3 separate regions of the Rattus norvegicus genome follow, and regions 1 and 2 are each linked to region 3. The links are chromatin contacts, called in public Hi-C and HiChIP or PLAC-seq maps. All regions are on one chromosome and are shown on one strand. The core of a region is the stretch at or near the end of the contact, and the rest is flanking DNA. Distances in the headings are between cores, read along the strand shown. Region 1 overlaps LOC102551027 (a long non-coding RNA gene). Region 2 has its middle 330 kb from the start of Enc1. Region 3 holds the start of Enc1 (ectodermal-neural cortex 1).

Region 1 (3,146 bases), core at 515-3,014, 440 kb before region 3:
GAAGGACTCAGAGCCAATGATACCCCTTGCTACTCCTACCCCTACATGGCTTCTCAGGTGCAGGCCATGCCAGATCAAAGGCCACTCTAGATGCCAGAAGCCCAGTCCCCAACTCTGATGGAAACTCCTTGCTGGACCAGAGGTCACACAGGCCTGAAGAATACAGACCAAGAAGACCAGAAATGACAGAGGAAACAGAAACCAAGGAACAAAACACACATCCAACACAGACAAACTCAGAAATAGACACCTAGACCTTTATTCATTGCAAACACAGATGCCTAGACATCAGTGTAAGAACAAAAATCAACAACAATACGGCAGGACAGCAGTACTGAAGGCCGGCTCTCCCATTACAGCAACCCTGGAATATTCCAACCCAGATGAAGAACAGCAAAACAACCTTAAAACAAACTTCAGGAAAATGAGGGAGGACTTTAAAGAGGAAATGAATAAACCCTTTAAAAGAAATCTAAGCAATTGGAGGAAATGAACAAATTTCTTAAGGAAAGCCAAGAGGAAACCATCAGGTAAAGGAACTGGAACTAGAAATAGAAGCAATAAAGAAAACACAAACTGAGGCAACTCTGGAGATGGAAAAATCTAGGAGAGAGAACAGGGACAACAGACACAGAATACACGAGAATGAAGAGAGAATCTCAGAAGGAGAAGATACAATAGAAGATGCTGATATATCGGCCAAAGAAAATGTTAAATCTAAAACATTCCTGACACAAAGCATCCATGAAATGTAGGACAAATAAATGTAGAATTAGGGTAAATGCATATTTGACTGAACAATAGCACCTAGACTTTGATACTACCCGTCCATTCCAGTATTTTGAGTAGGGAAACAGGTCACTCTTTGTTGAGTCAAAATAAATTCAGTGCTCATGACCACCATTGTTTTAATAAGAGAAAATGAAGCCAAAGCTACTGGCATACACCGCATATAAAAAGGCTGAGTTAGCTGATATACTGCATTTATTTTTATGGCTCAGAGTTTAAATTAGTGATTTCCATAATGTCACCAAACAGGAGTAAACTACAAAAATGAATTTGGGGAACACAGCCAGATGTAATATGTCAAGGAATATCAGAGAAAAGGAAACCCCATATGCATATACACCAGCTTCCCTTCACTCTTCTTACTCAGCTCTTTCGTGGGTGTGTAAAGAGTAATCAATAAAAGATTGGAAAACCCTGAACAGACTTGACAGACATGGCATCCTGCCTCTGCAGAGGCAAAGCAGACACACCACAAACTAATGAATAGTATACAGTCCTACCCATCTTGGAAGCTCAAAATGTATTTATTTAGTTTTGTTTCAAACAACCCAGCTGTGAGTGCCTAAAACCAGTAGGCGGGCTCAAGACAGGTGAGGCCATTTTTCAACTGGAACACCCCGTCCTCTCTCAGGAGGCAGCCACCACAGGTAGACTCATTTCTCAGCCCCAGAGAGAACTCAGTGTTAGTGCTCTCACCAAGGTCTTGCTAAACCTATTTGCAGCCGGAGGTCCAGCCACTTAGCACCTCTAACCTTCCTGTCTCTCCAGCCCATCTGAATGCCCTACCGGGTCAGCATGAGGAGTGGCTACCAGTGGCTGTGAAACAAAGAGTGCCCAGTTTAATTGCCTCTTTAGTGTGTCACTTTAAGACCAACACTCCGATTGTGCTGGAAAGCCAGCAGAGTCTTCATCCCTCATCCATCCTTATCAAGCAGACAACAGGCAAGCCAAATTTTGTTTACGGAGTCCAGCTTTGCAAGCTACGCCATCCGCCTGATGCTTCACATTTTCCACACCACTGCACCACAGATCTTCCTGGCTTCGTGTGAGAGTGCTTCAGATCCCGTGAAACCAAAGCCAGGAACTGGTGAGACACGCCGCTGCGAGTGAGGGCCTCTTGGCAGAGTTGACTCCTTGGGGAAATGGAGGCTTATTTAACAGCATGTGCAACCTATTAGCTTTGGGCTCCATGGGAAAAGGCCAAGAGAAAGAAGGAGACGCAGGGGTGGGAGGGCTCACTTTGTGGTTTTAGTCAAAGCCTCAGGCTCTCCTAATTCGCTGAGATAAAAAGAGCTAACCATTTTGGGGTCTTTGCATAATGTGAATTTGGAAGTGTCTCTGCATTTTCATTTAGCATTGAATAACTATTGTCTCAATTTTTTTTTTCATTTCAAATTGGCCAATGAGCCAAAGGGTTATTGTTCTACTCATCTCGTTTGTTATAGATATAGAATTGCAGTATGGAAGTCAGGGAGTAAAGCATTGTCTGACTGTGTGCTATGCTCTTAGTTAACTAAATAGTTTTGACGTTGAATTGAGGGTAATGATGGGGTCTCGGGTGAACTAGATGTTGAGAAAAGAGTATTTTTCTTTTTCTTAAAAATAAGTCACATTAATGAAATTTTCTTGTGTGTGATAAAATCAAAGAAAGTAGAGAGAGCGTGGGGTTTGGGGTTGGTTAGTTTTCAATGGAGTAAAAAGGAACAGTCAAATCACGCATAGATTTATAATAACTGGGTGTGTATCATTATGACTTGCTATCTGTGGTCTTGGCAGTCTGTAACTCAATAAATAACAGAAAGGTTCTTACCTGTTTTTTAGTTTGGATCTCGTTTTAAGTAGTTGTATTTAATTAGGATCACACGCCTATTGTGTTATGGTAAGGTTCAGATTAAGGTTAGCTTCATCATGTCAGATGAAGACTAGATTCAAGTTTAAGGTATGTTCAGATATATAGAACTAATAGCCACTCTTCCTAGCTAGTTTTAGCAGCTAGGAATGCCCTAGGCTGCAAGGAATACTAGCCTAGCCAATGCAGCCTTAAAGAAAACCCATAGAAGGGGCTGCTATAGGGGCTGCTATTGTAAGGCAGAGATGTTCAGTTGTCACAATGTTATCATGAAGCCAAGTGCTTTCATCTGGTCCCACATCCTTAGAGCATCAGCTCCTCTCTGGGACTGCCGGATGTCTGTCCATGCCCAATGCCTGGCCTTTTGAGTAAGAAGCTAACAACACAGATGACCTTAAGTTTGTTTCTCACTCACTTCAACTCCCTTTTTGGCAAAGAATCACTCTGAGGAAAACAGAGAAAGCAAGTATTAATTCTTCCCTTCTTTGGAGTAGAAATGAGTTAGAGG
Region 2 (3,008 bases), core at 230-2,729, 330 kb before region 3:
GACAGAGACAGTGAGTGTTCTGACATCCTATGCACCGGTTGGCTTTTTACAATTCGAGGTCTGTCCATGAATGTTTCCCACACATAAAAAATGCAAGCATCCGACCTATAAGCCTGAGTGCCTTTTTCTCTCTGTTGCTGGTCAGAGCAGCTGGCAAAACATGAGCCAGGACTGAGAAACCCCTTGACACATCAGTCCACCGAGGTCCTTGGGACATGGTCAAAAAGATGTCTGGAGCTTTAAAAGACACTGATTGTTTAAAGAATGAAATCATTCATTTGAAACCTTAGCCCAGCATCATAATTAGACCCAGAAAGATATTGTGAGAGTCTCAACAAAAAAGACCGGTGTGTGTGTGTGTGTGTGTGTGTGTGTGTGTGTGTAGGGATGGGGAGAGGGAAGGGGAGGGGGAGGGGAGACACACACACACACACACACAGAGAGAGAGAGAGAGAGAGAGAGAGAGAGAGAGAGAGGTGTATATATAAAGGCCAACTTTGGATATCCTCCCTCAGATGGCCTCCACTTTTGATACAGGGTTTCTCTTTAGCCTAGAGTCTCCATATCATCTAGACTGCATGGCCATTGAGTCCCTAGGGAATCTGACTGTTCTATGTTCCCCCAGCCTAGGAATCACAAGTGTGCACTTTTACATGGGTGCTAGGAGTCAAACTCAGATATTTATGTATGACTGAGCAACTGTCCCAGACCACCTCCTTCTTTTTGTTTTGTTTTGACTCGTATTCACAAAGAAGAAAAGCCTGACAGAATAGGGTGATGCTAGTGTGGTATTGGAAGAAGACTAGTGTTGGTATTGGTATTGGACTCAAATGAGGACTCACAAGTCCTGATGGATCCCCAAACTTGATGTTAGCACCTATGCAAAAAACAAGGCAGGAAAAGTGTATTACCGAAAGGGCTACTAGGCATGAGGCCATCATAAGTCTCCAAGCCTCTGGAGTTTGTCGTCCCAGGCCATGCACTAGAGTGTGATAAAAAGCCTCTGTTATGAGGCGGTGAGGAGAGGAAAGGATGGGAAAGACCCGTTGCCGTCTGGGCCAATCATAACCTACGCACTTTGATCCCAATCTATGTGTTTTCTACAGCTTGTGGTGTCTCCCCTTTTGGAGACTCACAAAGATTATGAACTCACCCACGATCATCTCTGCTTTCTATAAAAGCACAACACAACTCAATGTTTAACCTCCATTCCAAACCCCAATCAGCTGTTTTGTTTCTTTTAGACAGTGTCTCACAATTGAACTATGGTGGGTATGGGACACATTATCTAAGCTGAAACTCAGAGAGACCTGAGTGCCTCTGCCTCCAGAGTGCTGGGATTAAAGGGGTATTCCACCACACCCAGCCCAACATCAGCCACCCCACCCCACCCTCCCACGTACCAATCCCACAAGGGCACGGATTCCAAACGCTGCCACTGCACTCGGCCTTTTTTTTTTTTTTTTTTCTCATTGCAAAACAGCCTTTGGGTCAAGAATGCATGAATCATATCAAAGAAAGAATAATAGTTTCAGGCTAGTTACTCTATGCACCGAATGAACAATTAATACATTGCCGCTGTCTGCAAAAATATGACCTAAACAAATAACAACAGTAAAAAAAAAAATCCCCACAGTTATTCAGTAGGCACACAGAACACGTTAGTTTCTGGCAATATCTCCAGGAATTAATCGAGTATAAAATACCATGCAAAAACGGGGGTACTCTAGTGGAAATGAAGAAGGGTAATGGTTTTACAGAAGACAGAGTCAAGCCTCACATCCCTCCCCTCCCCTCAGTTCCCTCCCATGCCTCCTTCCACAGAGACAGCAGGGCACAAGGAGGAAGTCGCCAAGATTTCTAAACAGAGAGCATGATTTACAGATGAATCACGACCATGTGGCCTACAGCTCTGTCAGAACTCAGGAGGGAGTCGCTCTCCGGTGGTAATGGCCTCATTACGAATGTTATGGAAGCTGCAGTGTGTCTTCTCTGAAAGATAAAGCGGTGTTACCCACACTTCACAGGGCAAATTAAATTCCTTTGAGCTGTTTACCAACTTGAAGTTGAGACTCAAATCAGTGCTATTGTCTATGAGCAGAAGTTTCAAGAGAAGACTATGTTAATACCTCAACCGAGCAGCTCTCTGGTGTTGCAGGGAGTTTCCTAAGAAGATGACTCCTTCCCATCTGCTGCTATATCTTCTGCTTGGCCGACTGGTTGATCTGATGGTCTTTGGTTCTGTGTGTTCTCTTTGGGAAGAAGAAAGCATCATTGTTAGCTTCAGACCTACCTACCAACTGTACAAAATCTTGGAATTTCTAGGTCATCTCTTGTTTACTAAATACCTACTATGTGCCTGGCTCTATCTTTAGTCAATCTGTATACAATATCTCATTCGAAGCCAATAGCCATCTCATGAGATAGGCCTATTTCCACACTGTACAAGTAGATACACCAAGAAATGAGGGTTCCTGCCCAAGTCAAGTGATAGTATTGATTACAAATTTGAACCTGTTGTGGTATTGCAGACCTGTCATTCCAACCCCCAGGAGGCTGAGGCAAGAGGATAGTGAGACCAATCTGAGCTATAAATCAAACGTTCATCCAGTGGGATGGGGGAGACGCAGGGAAAAGAGAAGAGGAGACTACTGTGTCACCAGCTTCCCTCAATAGCATCAGGAGCAGCTACGCATGTCTGTGATCTGTTCCCACATAAACATCTTCAAACATGCAAAACGAGAGGCCAGCATTTGCTCAACTTGTTCACAGAGCCTGTACTGCTCTTCCTGTCACTGCTCTTCTCAGAAGCATCTTTTCCTTCTCTGCACATGACAAACCTACAACTGAACCACAGATCACATACAATGGCCAGTAGCTGAAGGTCCAGCAGGCCTTCTGTATCTGCAGATCCAACCAGCAGTGGATCAAAAAGAAAGAGGACCTGTGTTGACCGTGTAAAGACTCTATTATTCCTTAAGCGACGTGGCAATTATTTACATAACCTT
Region 3 (3,397 bases), core at 206-2,705:
CCCCCCCCCCGAAAACCAGAAGGCACTGTCTACCCTATCACCTTGGACCCCATCCCACAGGAAAGGGATGTCACGGTCACAATTTCTCATCTTGCAACCACTGTATGATTAAAACAAAAGGTGCACTTGAAGACCCAAGGGAGACAATGTGCTCCCTGGTTTAGAAGCACGCAAACATCAAAATAGCCACAGAAATAATGTATACCTTTTCTAAACACACCTTAAACATAAAATGAATCGTTCTTCCCAACATTTTTTAAAGCCCCCAGAGACATAAGTCTGAATGCTAAGGAAATGGTCCCCCAAACGCACATATATACTTAACTTGCATCTACAAAGAAGGCAGAGAAAAAGACTATTACTGTGAACATCAAAAGGGCATCTAGTTCAGTAACTTCGGCTCATTTACTCCTGTTCACACGCATGATGTCTGCCTCCAACACTGGGAGCACCTCCGTCTCTCTCCTGGTTTGAAGCTTGATCTCAATCCCACGAGAAAAGACACCAGGCAGATGTTCTCCAGCATTCACATTATTGACAACAATGGAACCACACTATAAAGATGTTTACAAAAATAGCTCTTCGCCACAGTCCCCTACAACACTTGCAACGCTATTTAACACGCTGGACATGCCAGTGAGGGCGACACCAAATTACAAGTCCAAGTTCACCGTTTCATCTCCACCCCGCCCACCAATTCCTAGCCTTTGAAATTAATGTCATTCTAAAAGGCAAAAGCTTGCAGGAGAGGAAACTCGTTTTTCAGGAACCAGTTTTCATTCATTTGGCTGAAGTCAAGTGCCCGCATGAGGAGGTCTGGGCATGGCCCCCACCGTCCCCCGGAACCGGCTACGAGGCACCCTGGGGAACCGATCCCACGCTCTGGGCTGCCTGAAGGCTGCTGGGAGCCGGGGTAATAACATCCCCCAACCTGGCTCCTCGCACACACCGAGACTTGCCCGGGCGTTACACTGCAGAGGAGAGGCAAGTCGCTCTCCCAGTGCTGTCTCACACCAGCCACAGTTCTGCCTCGAGAGCACCTCCTGGGCTTAAGCCACAGCCAGGGTGGCCGGCGCCGGCTCGGTGCTCGCAAGCACACCCTGCGGCAGACCTCCCAACCCCCGAAACCCGGGCGCCCGCAACAGGTTTGGGGTTGCAGGGCAAACTTACAGTAGTGGCGACTGGCCTCCGCACACAACCGGCTGGGGTTCTTGCCTCGGTCACCCGCAGGGAGCCGAAGAAAGGCGTCTCTGTTCCAGGAAGCGGTGGCGATCGCCGGGGAGAAAAGAGCGCCGGGAAGGGAGGCGATGGCGTCCCGGGTAGTGGCTCTCAGGCCGGCTCCGGCAGGCAGCTGATCTCGGTCTCCCGATCAGCAGCTACGGACCTGGCGCCCCGGCCGGGCCAAGCGTCTGCGGGCGCTCGCCTAGCCAGGGGAGAGTGAGCCTGCGGCGGCCGCGCCGCTAAGGAAGGCGGGCTGCACGCAGTGGGAGGGAGCCGGGCTGCGGCGGGAGCGCTGGCGGCCGCCTGGCGTCGGCTCTGGGTCTCTGCAGCGCCTCCGTCGCGCCGACCGCTCTGAGGCTGCGGGAGCAGACTGCGCCGGGCCACCGTGCGCCGGGCTATAAGTTGCGCCCGGGAGGGGGCGCGTATGCAAAGAGACTCGCTAGTGGGAGGAGGGAGGAAGCGCGTCCACGCTGCGGGCTGGAGCGGGAGGAGCTGGGGGCTGGAGGTGGGGGCTGTCGGGGGGAGTTTGCCGGAGAGGAACCAGGGAAGTGGGGCGGGGAGTGAACGGAGACAAAGCGGACGCCCTAGCTCAGCTACGGGCAGCTGCAGCCCCTGGGGACCGCGAAGAAAATAAGTTTGAGGGGCTCCGAGGACCTTCGCCTCTCCGGGTCAACCCTATTCAAGGCTGGGTCGGGGGCTGGGGCGTCCACTGCAGGGGAAAGCAGCCCTGGGAGCTTTCCTGTGCTCAAGGGTGCGGGGAACCTAAGAATGCTCAGTGGAATAGTCAAGGCCAGGCCGGGGGTCCCACGCACCGGCAAGCACAGCCACTCATTGGGTTAGATCCCCCAACCGCAGGCAGAGCCTCGTTCCCGCTGGAGCAAGGGAAGAAGCCCTGGTTTGGACCTTGGGGACACTGCGGGTCGAGCAAGTGGACTTTGGGTTACTTGCTGGCAAGAAGCCAGACTTCTACTCCAGGCTCTTGCCGGGTGTCTGCCTTCCCCACCCCAAATTGGTGAGGAACCCGCGACAGGACTCTGCCTCGCTCGGAGCTGGAGCCACAGCAACCCCGGCTGGGTCCTGCGGGCCCACGTGTTTCGCAACCAATCGCCAGGGCCGCTAGATTCAAAGCAAACTCCTCCAAGGAGCAGTCACGCTGCCTCCTCCTGGTAGGGAAGGCGTCTCAGTCACCTCGAGACTCGGCCTTTCTTGGGTTTTGTTGGTTGGTGGATTTTGGAGCTCAGTCAAGAAATAGTACCCCACCACACACACACACACACACACACACACACACACACACACACACACACACCGTAAAGCCTCGAGAGTATTCGAAAAAAAAATCAATTCATGTAGCCACAACTGTTTATGACTCTCATTTCTGACTCTTTGTGCCAGGGCATTTGGCTGGGAGCTAAAACGCCACTTTTGAGTTGGCTCTTACTCCGCATTTGAGATACGTAGGGACGAACTGTATAGATCATTGGCCCAACCCCTTATCGTACAGGTGAGCAAGGAAAAGTCTTGGGCGATGTGAATTGCCTGTCTGGAGATCTGCACACCCTCAATAGTGGCCCGGGAGATCGACTTTACCCTGTCCTCTCCATTTCCCCAACGCTGCGCCCCGAGTCTTCCTTTTCTTAAAACGCCAGGCGTAACAAAGGTTTAAACCGGCTCAGGAGGCTCCACATGGCGCTTCCTGAGAGCACAGCCTGCTGAAACCAGTAAGGTCGGTTCTTTATCCCAGCTCCCCTTCTGGCTTCCTCTCCCATTATCCAGGCTGATAAATGTTGCTCATCGCAAAGAAAGACAGTGCCCTCTTAAGTCCTTTCTTAGCATTAACTCGTCAGCCTCACTACAGCCTTTTCAAATCTGTTTCCTATTTTAATTTTTGATAGCGTCTTGGCTCCATTTTGCTTTACAAAGCCGGAAAAGCTCAATGGATTCAAAGTAAGAACCAGGTGCCGTGGGGGGTGGGGGTGGGGCAAGGAGCCAGGGGCAGCAAGAGCCAGGCAGGCTCAATTTAGTTCCCAAGGAGAGAAAGATACAACCAATAGAAAGCAAACGGGTGGAAACGGAGTTCTCACCAGAGATAGATTCTCACAAGGGGGAAATGGGAATGGGTCTCCATGTCTTTTAAAAACACCTTTCTATGTTCTGTGGCCAGGTATGAGAGGCA

What was found. Hi-C and Micro-C count contacts between places; a contact is called where the count stands out from the background. HiChIP or PLAC-seq counts read pairs in DNA pulled down with a chosen protein or histone mark.
Region 1: a contact with region 3 is called in an H3K27ac HiChIP or PLAC-seq map of oligodendrocytes, with 7 times the contacts expected there. The contact joins the enhancer-like site here to the promoter of Enc1 in region 3. A contact is called at or near these places in 5 of 12 Hi-C or Micro-C datasets (the Rat2 cell line, Schwann cells, kidney and 2 more) and 1 of 1 datasets of contacts at active chromatin or transcription factors (oligodendrocytes).
Region 2: a Hi-C map of Schwann cells shows a contact between it and region 3, with 5 times the contacts expected there. The contact joins the enhancer-like site here to the promoter of Enc1 in region 3. A contact is called at or near these places in 4 of 12 Hi-C or Micro-C datasets (Schwann cells, frontal cortex, mammary epithelial cells and 1 more) and 1 of 1 datasets of contacts at active chromatin or transcription factors (oligodendrocytes).

Annotation. Positions count from the first base shown.
Region 1 is chr2:30,721,954-30,725,099 of GRCr8, reverse strand. All of the region lies in intron 1 of LOC102551027 (a long non-coding RNA gene), which reads right to left. Among named protein-coding and RNA genes, the nearest start is that of Enc1, 440 kb to the right of the region's middle. Within about 2 kb of position 1,764, at least 7 of the 93 cell types and tissues checked have an H3K27ac peak or open chromatin away from gene starts, as enhancers often do.
Region 2 is chr2:30,613,007-30,616,014 of GRCr8, reverse strand. No RefSeq gene overlaps it. Among named protein-coding and RNA genes, the nearest start is that of Enc1, 330 kb to the right of the region's middle. Within about 2 kb of position 1,479, at least 15 of the 93 cell types and tissues checked have an H3K27ac peak or open chromatin away from gene starts, as enhancers often do. A contact at or near this core is called in Schwann cells, where this site is marked.
Region 3 is chr2:30,283,332-30,286,728 of GRCr8, reverse strand. It overlaps Enc1 (ectodermal-neural cortex 1), which reads right to left and starts at 1,455. Exons shown (of 3, transcript NM_001003401.2): 1 at 1,171-1,455.